Regions from separate parts of the Mus musculus genome. Here regions 1 and 3 are each linked to region 2. A link is a contact called in public HiChIP or PLAC-seq data. All regions are on one chromosome and are shown on one strand. The core of a region is the stretch at or near the end of the contact, and the rest is flanking DNA. Distances in the headings are between cores, read along the strand shown.

Region 1 (2,700 bases), core at 110-2,609, 170 kb before region 2:
CCACTTATTACAGTAACCCTTTGTGTGCCTCCTCCTTGCTATACAATGACCTCAAGGGGCCTGATTTTTTTTTTTGGCCACAGTGACAACATCAACAGAAACCAGCCCCGAGGAAATCCTACCCTTGTAGGGTGGTGGTGCATCAGAGGTTCGGTTGGATGCTGATTAACAAAACTTAGACATATTTGTGTAGAACTCCCAGGGAGCCAGAATCCCAGGGAATCAGGGCTCTTGGCTTCAGTGATTGTCAAATTCCTCCACTCAAAGCTCTGCATGGGAGATATCAGCTGCTTGGGCCTTGAGACCCCCTGAGTTCTCAGCATGGCCCTGTAGTCAGGGGGCCCCTGTAGACACTGAAAATTGGAGGTTAAAACCATTGCTTGGAGTTGATTGATGAAAATATATAAATGTGACATTTCTTGGACTTCAAAAGTTTACCCTTTCATTGTTAACAGAATTTATTTAGAAATACAATTTCCAACAGGGGAAGGGGTGGGCTCTGAGGACATTACACTTTCTAGTATCCACCCTATGACTCTAGGGACTTGAAGAGTTGGCACTGCGTGGGACACAAGAGGAAAATTAAAGCCAATTTTTAGAAGTGAGGGTGGTCGGGTGTGAAGGGGGACTGTGATCCCCCTGAGCCAGGCACGGGAAATGTATCTCTTGTGTCTTCCCACTGATAATCCCCCCAAGATCACATAGCTCGTGAGAGGAATGGAAGAGTGAGCTAGTGTTCTTGCATGTAGCCATTCCCTTTTGCCTCACAACCTATGGGCTAGGAGTGGTGCCAGGTGGCAGATGAAGAGTCCTTTGTGCTTATTAATAGGCAAAGTGCTTTTATTTTTATTATATGCATTTTTTTTGTAGAGATAGTCTCATGTGTCCCAAGCAGGTCTCAAACTTACTATAAAGCTAAGGGTTCTCTTGACCTTCTGGTCCTCTGGTCCCCACTTCCCAAGTGCTAGGATTACAGGTATGCATTACTGCTCCCAGCTTAAGGCAGTGGTAGAATCAAACCTGGGGCATTGCCTATGCTAAGCAAGCACTCCTGAAACCGGGCCACACTCTCAGCCCATTTGTTTTTATTTTTAAAGGTGAGTCTGCACGAGTGCTAACGTGAAAGGGGATTTCTGGAAAATCCTCGGCTCATTTCAGCAATACCAAACAAATCTCCTCTTAGCATATTTTGATTAATCTGAATTTTATTTCAACAACAGGCTTTTAGTAACTAGCCAGTATATCACATTCCTCCCGCATTACCCTGTAACTAAAGCAAATAATCTGACCTGGTGGAGGTAAGGGGAAAACAGCGATGGGGTGTGGCGGGGTGGAATGTCAATAATGTACTTTCCATCCGACCAGAGCAGGACATCCAACCAGAGCGTTCTGGCAGGGCGGATGTGACAGAGGATCTGGCCTCACCTGGTTTGCTTCATTTACATGAAATTTGACTAGGGATTTGGAGAGCATTATTACATTGTTGGGCAATTCCTGTGTGGGTATTAGACTGAGCTTAGTGTTTGTTTATAGGTAAATGCCTCACAAAGATCGCCACAGGTGAGGGTTTAGTGGATGCGACCTAATGGCATTAAAATATAGACGTACATGCATACGCACATGGGCTTTAGTGTACGTATTGGGGTTTTCTGGAGCACTGCTGTGGGATTGAAGATCATATTTTGAGTGTGTTCTCAATGCAGGTAGCAGAGGGCTGGCACAGAGACACCGATGCTTTCTGAGTTTTAATATGATACCCAAATGAATGAGTAGGTGAGTAAGTAGATAGATGGGTAGATAGAAGAAATGAAGGAAGAGAGGAAGGGAGGGAGGGAGGGAGGGAGGGAGGGAGGGAGGGAGGGAGGGAAGAGCAGCTGATGGCTGAGGGAACACAAGTCCTGAGACTAACCCATTTCTTCCCAAGGGACCTGCAGCTTGACTGTTTTCTTCAATCAGAATGGCTGCCTTCAGCAAGCAAATTGCTCCATTCAAATCATCAGGTTGGCTGCTGACCACCCTTTCCCTTAGTATACCAACACTACATTGTATTTCTAATCAATATTTTTCTTTGGATTTGGGGTTTCTGATCAACCCTCTGTCTTAGAGTTCCATTGCTTTGAAGAGACACCATGACCATGGCATCTCTGATAAGGGAAAATGTTTCATTGGGACTGGCTTACAGTTTCAGGGGTGCAGTCCATTGTCGTCATGGCAGGAAGCATGGTGGCATGCAGACAGATGGTGCTAGAGAAGGAGCTGAGAGTCCTACATCCAAGTTGGCAGGCAGCAGGAAGTGAACTTGGTTTGAGCTTCTGAGACCCGAAAACCCTTCCTATAGAAAGAACCTCCTCCAACAAAGCCACACCTACCCCAAGGCCACACCTCCTAATAGTGTGTCACTTCCTATAGGCCAATGGGGGCCATTTTCTTTTAAGCCTGCCTTCCTTCCTTCCTTCCTTCCTTCCTTCCTTCCTTCCTTCCTTCCTTCCTTCCTTCCTCCCTCCCTCCCTCCCTCCCTCCCTCCCTCCCTCCCTCCTTTCCTTCCTTCCTTCCTTCTTTCCTTGTATTCATTTGTTTCATCACCTACTCATTCATTTAAGTATCCATCCCTCTCTTCATATATTAATACCTTATATTCCCTGTGACAGGGTCCCCAGGGACCTGATTCTCCCACTCTTACTTGCCTTAGGGACTGGGAAC
Region 2 (2,731 bases), core at 151-2,650:
GAGAGAGAGAGAGAGAGAGAGAGAGAGAGAGAGAGAGAGAGAGAGAGAGAGAGAATTACACATATTCGTAAATTAAATAAATCTCTTTTAAAGTACCAACATTTCTCAGAGTATAATAGACCAAAAAAGAAAAGAAAAGAAAGAAAAAAAGAGGAAACAAAAGGGACAAGAAAACGGACAAAGATAAATAAAGATTACCCAGTAACTGAAAACTTCATCTCCAAAATTAGATGAAAGTACAAGGAAAGAAAAAACATGGAAGACTTAAAAAATAGAATAAGGTGAAAATACTACTAAAAGTGTAGTGAAATAAAAAAAGGCACAAGGTTTAAAATGGCAAGTGAGAGTGAGGGGCAGCAGGAGTGAAAAGTGGTGGGCCAGAGTGAGAGCGGGGAGAGGGAGGGCAGCGGGAGTGAGGCTGAGCAGGAGAAAGCACAGCTGAGGAGGAGCACGCATTCTCAGTTCAGTTGGTTTCTGGATCCTTGAGCGTATATATGTAGGGTTGGGGGTGGTCCTTTGAACTTGTGGGCTCCAGGCTTTCCTGTGCTTTCTGCTGGTGTTGAACCTGTATGGAGCAAGTCTTCTCAAAGGGTATAGGAGACAACTTATGATGTTTTCCCAAGCTCCTTCCTCCCGTGGATGCGATCATGTTAGGAACTTGCTATCTGTGCGGGCCTCTGTCCTGTTTGGAATAGTTTGAAGGATGTTGCATTAGACTTGTAAGACATCAAAGGTATACATTAGTCTGAACTGAGTGCCTCAGTGACTCATGACTTTGCTCAATACCAGGACCACTCAGTGTAAACACCCGCCACAGTTTGAAGTGGGGAGGCTCTTAAACCAGCTCACAGTTAGTCACAGTCCTCTGGAAGGCCAAGCCTGGTCTATGCTAACCCCCTCCCATTATCTCTAAGGAAACAAAACCCGGAGGGAGGGAGGGAGGGAGGGACGTGTGAACATCAATCACACAGCTTGTATTTCAGATTCATTTCTATGGGTTTTCATTGGAGGAGAAGACAATGGGGGTGAGGGAGTCTGTATTTTAACAATGGAGACCTGTGAAGGAAAGTCTCTCTGTCTCTGTCCCCCTCCCTCCCTTTCTCCCTCCCTTTCTCCCCTGGTCCATGCTCATACCTGAGCGTGAAGCCCTTGAGTTCACAGGAGTTTTGGAGTTTTAGACTTGATCATTGTTACAGGCTTTGATTTGTTTTATTTGCTCTGAGAAAATTCCTTCTTCTTCTTCTTCCACATGGCCCCAAATAGCCGATTGAGACATGTGGCCCAAGACTTCCTTTTAACAACTCATTATGTTGTTGCTTTTTCTAGACTCTGATTGAAGAAATAAAGTGAGCTAGAGTTCATGACTAATAGAACCTTACCTCCATTCTGACCCCAACTCATGAGCCAATCACTTCTACATGTTCTCATACTGACACATACGTCAGAGGCTTTGATGTGAAGCTGCACTGAATCAGGGACCTCGATTTCAATGCCCAGATACATTCGACATAATCACCCAGTGCAATAACCTTTACTTTCCCATCTGTAAAATGAGTTCAATGTTAGGAACAGTGTTCTTCATACAAAATGGATGTAAGCAGATTGCTAAAGGCTGTGACACATGACTTAGTGGATTATCATTTTATAATGGAAAATTTTAGAAACCTATGAGCTGCCCAAAGCATTGCTGATAATTTATTATTAATGACATCTAAAATCTCCAGCCCTGCAGGAAGCTTCAAGCATCATTACTGCCTTACATTTTGCTTTCGGTTAATGGACAGCCATATTTCACTGTCATTTTCATGGCTAGCAAGATAGCACAGATGAATAATTTTAACAAAATATAGAACAGGCAATGACACATTCCAGATGCTGTCACTTTTATTAATTAGATGACCAACTTCGGCATTGTAAGAACCAAGTTTCCTGAACACATCTAGTGTCCCTCGTATGTCCTTGACATCAACACACTCTCTCTATCCAACTCTCAGAAGCAAGGATCAGAAAACATTGGACTTAGCCCTTTCATGTTTAAAAAAACTAAAATTCAGAATCAATCAGTAATTGAGAAGAAAACCCTCTGGGTAATAAGGCCTGGTAATAGGTGTTCAAGTAAAGGCTGGTCTTGATGGGACAACCCCTTTACCACAGCACTTGGAAAGCAGAGGCAGTAAGATCTCTGTGAGTTCAAGGCCAGTCAGGGTTACTTGATGGGCTCCTGAAAACAAAACGAAACAAACAAAACCAAAATCATGTTGGAGCTGTAGAGGCTAAGTAGTAAAGAGTGTGTAGTGTTTTTGAAGCAGACCTGAGTTTGATTCTAAGGACTAAGATCTGGCAGATGATGACCAAATGTAACTCCAGCTCCTGGAGTCTTAAAAGCCTCTTTTGTCCTCCATGGAAATGTGCATTCAAGTGCACATATACCTCCTCAATTCACAAATACATATAATTAAAACAACAACAACAAAATAAATCATTAAAAAGCTCAAGTAATAGCAGGGGCTTCTGATCACATGAGGACAGCATCCTTAAGGGTTAAGATGAGGATGCTGCTTTGAGATCATCAAAGAAGGATTTTCTTCTAGAAGCTTTTCATAGGAAGAGAATATGCCTCGGAGATGTCGAATCACAGCTCTTAGTAAGAACCACCTATTAGCCTATGGTCTAGGAACATCTAGACCAAGCCCAGTTGCACATGTGCATGTCCCCTGATTTGTGATTGGGC
Region 3 (2,897 bases), core at 364-2,863, 240 kb before region 2:
GAAGAACACGTTTGACCAAGTGCTTTATTTAAAACCACGCTTTAGTATTCACGTTCTTTGGGAAGCAAAACCAAAATAGTTGTTTTGTGCGCACGCACGCGTGCATACGTGTGCGTGTGTACATGAATGAGTGCTGTGCCTGTAGGTGAGGAGGTTTGTAGAGGGCAGGGATCAACTGCAGCATTGTTCTTCAGTAGCTGCCTAACCTTGTTTTTTTGAGGCAGAGACTCCCTGGAATCCCAGGATTGCATATTAAGGTAGGGTGTCTACCACTGAGCCCCACAAATCTCCCCCCCCCCCAGTACTAGGGGTTAAATGTGCATGCCAGCATACCCAGCTGCTCACATGGGTATGGGTTATTGGACTCAGGTGTTCATGCTTGCAAGGAAAGCGCTTTCTGCCTAAGCCACCTCTCCAGCCCCATTAGCATGTTTGTTGTTGTTGTTGTTTTGTTTTTATGCTAGAGGTCAGGGAGGTTAATTTAGGCACAGAAATCCCACCAAGAGTCCTGTTGTCTTTCTACACATTTTAATTTTAATCCATGCCTAGAGAGGTTGCATTTTGACTAAGTCAGTCCTATCTGACCTGGAGTTTTGGAACCGGGTAGTGTTCTGAACAACTCCCAAGAAAACGTCTAGTTTACTTCGATGGTCATACAACTTCAAGCTGCATGTATTTAGCCAGAGCTGCTCTTTACTTCAGAGACAGGATTCCAAACTTTCCAGAAAAGGAAATGTCGCAATAGCTTTTTAAAAACAATCAGTTTCGGTATCTCATGGCCACACAGTTGGCATGCTAGTTTTGTTGAGGATCTGAAGTTGCCAACCTCAGAGAAGTGGGACTTAGAGCCTGCCCTTTCTTTTGCATGGCTTGCGTTACTCTTCACCTTCATCTACACGTGGAATCTGTTTCCTGGGAGCAACAGCCCAAAGTCCATCTTCGTGTTTAGCACCCAGGTGAATGCGCTAACGGAGGCCGTCCAGGAGCTTGTTTGACACCGGGTACATGGTTGTGATTGAACATTAAGAAAACCTTGTGGCTGGGCGGTGGTGGCGCACGCCTTTAATCCTAGCACTTGAGAGGCACAGGCAGGCAGATTTCTGAGTTCGAGGCCAGCCTGGTCTACAGAGTGAGTTCCAGGACACTCTCGAACAAACAAACAAACAACAACAACAACAACAAAAACCCAAAAAAACCCAACAAACAAACAAACAAACCCAAACAACAACAACAACAACAACAACAACAAACCTTGTAAGAGGTCAGGCATCAATAGGGTTTTGGTGGACCCAGAAGGGCTCTGTTTCTCCCTTAGCATGTGGTTACAGGGCTAACATGGATGTGTTGTTAGGAGAGATACAGCCCTCCCAGCTGCTTAAATGGGAGAGGTTCTGATGCACAGCAAGGTTTCTCCCAATTCTAAGGCAAATTATCCTTTTTTTTTCTTAGCGTAGTTGGCTTCTTACCAGCTGTTGCGCTTGCAGATGAAGGCCTATTTATCCTGGATGACCTTTTATAAAATGATTTCTTAGAGCATTGGACAGGAAGAGATAGCAGGTGCTCAGAGTCCTATTTTCTTGCAAGGCAATCATATGATGACTCAGGTCGCTGATAAGGAGGTTAGCTAGCAAAGTCGAGGTGTCAAGGATAATATCAAACAAAGAATGTGGACAGCCGCTTACAGAAGAGCTGTTAGTCACTCTGGCCTTCTCTTGTTACTTCTCCAGGCCAACAAGCCCTAAGACAGCGCCTTAAATGGGTACAACTCTAAACTGTACTTCAAATGAAAGTTAAACCGATTATTATGAAGTTGAAAACAGGAAGAGGGAGGGTCAAAATTCTCTAGTGGGCAATGGAGTGAACAAATTTCACCTGTGTGTGCACTTTTACTATAAACCAACTCAGCTCCCAAAGACAGGGGTGTATCTCTCATTAAAGTGTCACTGACTCCTGAACAGCACAGAGGGCCATCTTTAGGTAGACACCGGCAAATCTCTCCAGTTCCCTCCCAACTGTGGGAGCCAAAGTGTCTGTCCATCCTGCTGGGATTTGAACCTCTGAACCTTGGTTTTACAGAGCCAGGAATAGTTTGCACGCTGTTACTTGGCTCATAGCCACTCTTACTCCCTTTCTTATTCCCTTGCCAGGACACAGCAGGCTACTTGTGGGAATTAAAAAAAAAATTAAAGCCAAGTGGAAAAGCAACACTAAACGCTCCAAGATCTTTCCAGAGACCCAAGTAACTACTGGCATTCTCATAAATGGACTATGTTTTTAAGGAAGTCATGGGCTTGGAGCTTTGAAAAGAAAGCAGCGTCCTCACAGTTAAGTGGGTAATGCCTACCCCGGAGCCTCCCAAAGGGCGCTCTGTGAGTCCATACAAGGCTCCTTTACAAGGCCACTGACTAAAACTGGGACTGTTTTCCAAACACAGCTGGCATATTGTAAATGCAAAGCTATAACCAGGGCAAATATTTGCTCGAGGGGCAACTCTGCACAGTATTTGAAGCCAAGGTTGTTGTCAGGAGCTGCACAGGTCTAAATGCTTTGCCAGCTTAGGAGTTGCGGTTCAACCGCCACATTTTCAGCTGTGTGGCAAATAATGGGGGCAACCCTTCACAGCTTGATCTGCAAACATGCTCTACCTGGGTGAGCATGGATTTGAGGTGGTGGTGGGTGGGGCTGTGTTTAGACTTGAATTCAGTGAGTGTTCCTGGGACCCCACCTTCCTCTAAACACTTCCAATTTTTTTCTTTAGGGAAATGACCATTCTCTCTCTCTCTCTCTCTCTCTCTCTCTCTCTCTCTCTCTCTCCTCTCCTCCCCCTTTTTTCCTCCTTCCCCACTCCCATTAGAAAATCTGTAACTGTGTGTTTGATCTAAATAGCTATGAACATT

The links. HiChIP or PLAC-seq counts read pairs in DNA pulled down with a chosen protein or histone mark.
Region 1: a FOXA1 HiChIP or PLAC-seq map of pancreatic cancer cells shows a contact between it and region 2. The contact joins two enhancer-like sites. A contact is called at or near these places in 1 of 484 Hi-C or Micro-C datasets (Th1 cells) and 3 of 115 datasets of contacts at active chromatin or transcription factors (embryonic stem cells, heart atrium and pancreatic cancer cells).
Region 3: a contact with region 2 is called in a FOXA1 HiChIP or PLAC-seq map of pancreatic cancer cells. The contact joins two enhancer-like sites. A contact is called at or near these places in 3 of 484 Hi-C or Micro-C datasets (bone marrow-derived macrophages and liver), 2 of 115 datasets of contacts at active chromatin or transcription factors (craniofacial prominence and pancreatic cancer cells) and 1 of 9 other capture datasets (embryonic stem cells).

Annotation. Positions count from the first base shown.
Region 1 is chr14:76,661,717-76,664,416 of GRCm38.p6, forward strand. All of the region lies in intron 2 of 1700105F02Rik (a long non-coding RNA gene), which reads right to left. Among named protein-coding and RNA genes, the nearest start is that of 1700108F19Rik, 15 kb to the right of the region's middle. Within about 2 kb of position 1,360, at least 100 of the 459 cell types and tissues checked have an H3K27ac peak or open chromatin away from gene starts, as enhancers often do. A contact at or near this core is called in pancreatic cancer cells, where this site is marked.
Region 2 is chr14:76,833,496-76,836,226 of GRCm38.p6, forward strand. Gm30365 (a long non-coding RNA gene) reads right to left here. Exons shown (of 3, transcript XR_383623.4): 2 at 1,135-1,329; 3 at 1-682. Among named protein-coding and RNA genes, the nearest start is that of Gm30365, 2.9 kb to the right of the region's middle. Within about 2 kb of position 1,401, at least 27 of the 459 cell types and tissues checked have an H3K27ac peak or open chromatin away from gene starts, as enhancers often do. A contact at or near this core is called in pancreatic cancer cells, where this site is marked.
Region 3 is chr14:76,593,093-76,595,989 of GRCm38.p6, forward strand. No RefSeq gene overlaps it. Among named protein-coding and RNA genes, the nearest start is that of Serp2, 38 kb to the left of the region's middle. Within about 2 kb of position 1,614, at least 31 of the 459 cell types and tissues checked have an H3K27ac peak or open chromatin away from gene starts, as enhancers often do. A contact at or near this core is called in pancreatic cancer cells, where this site is marked.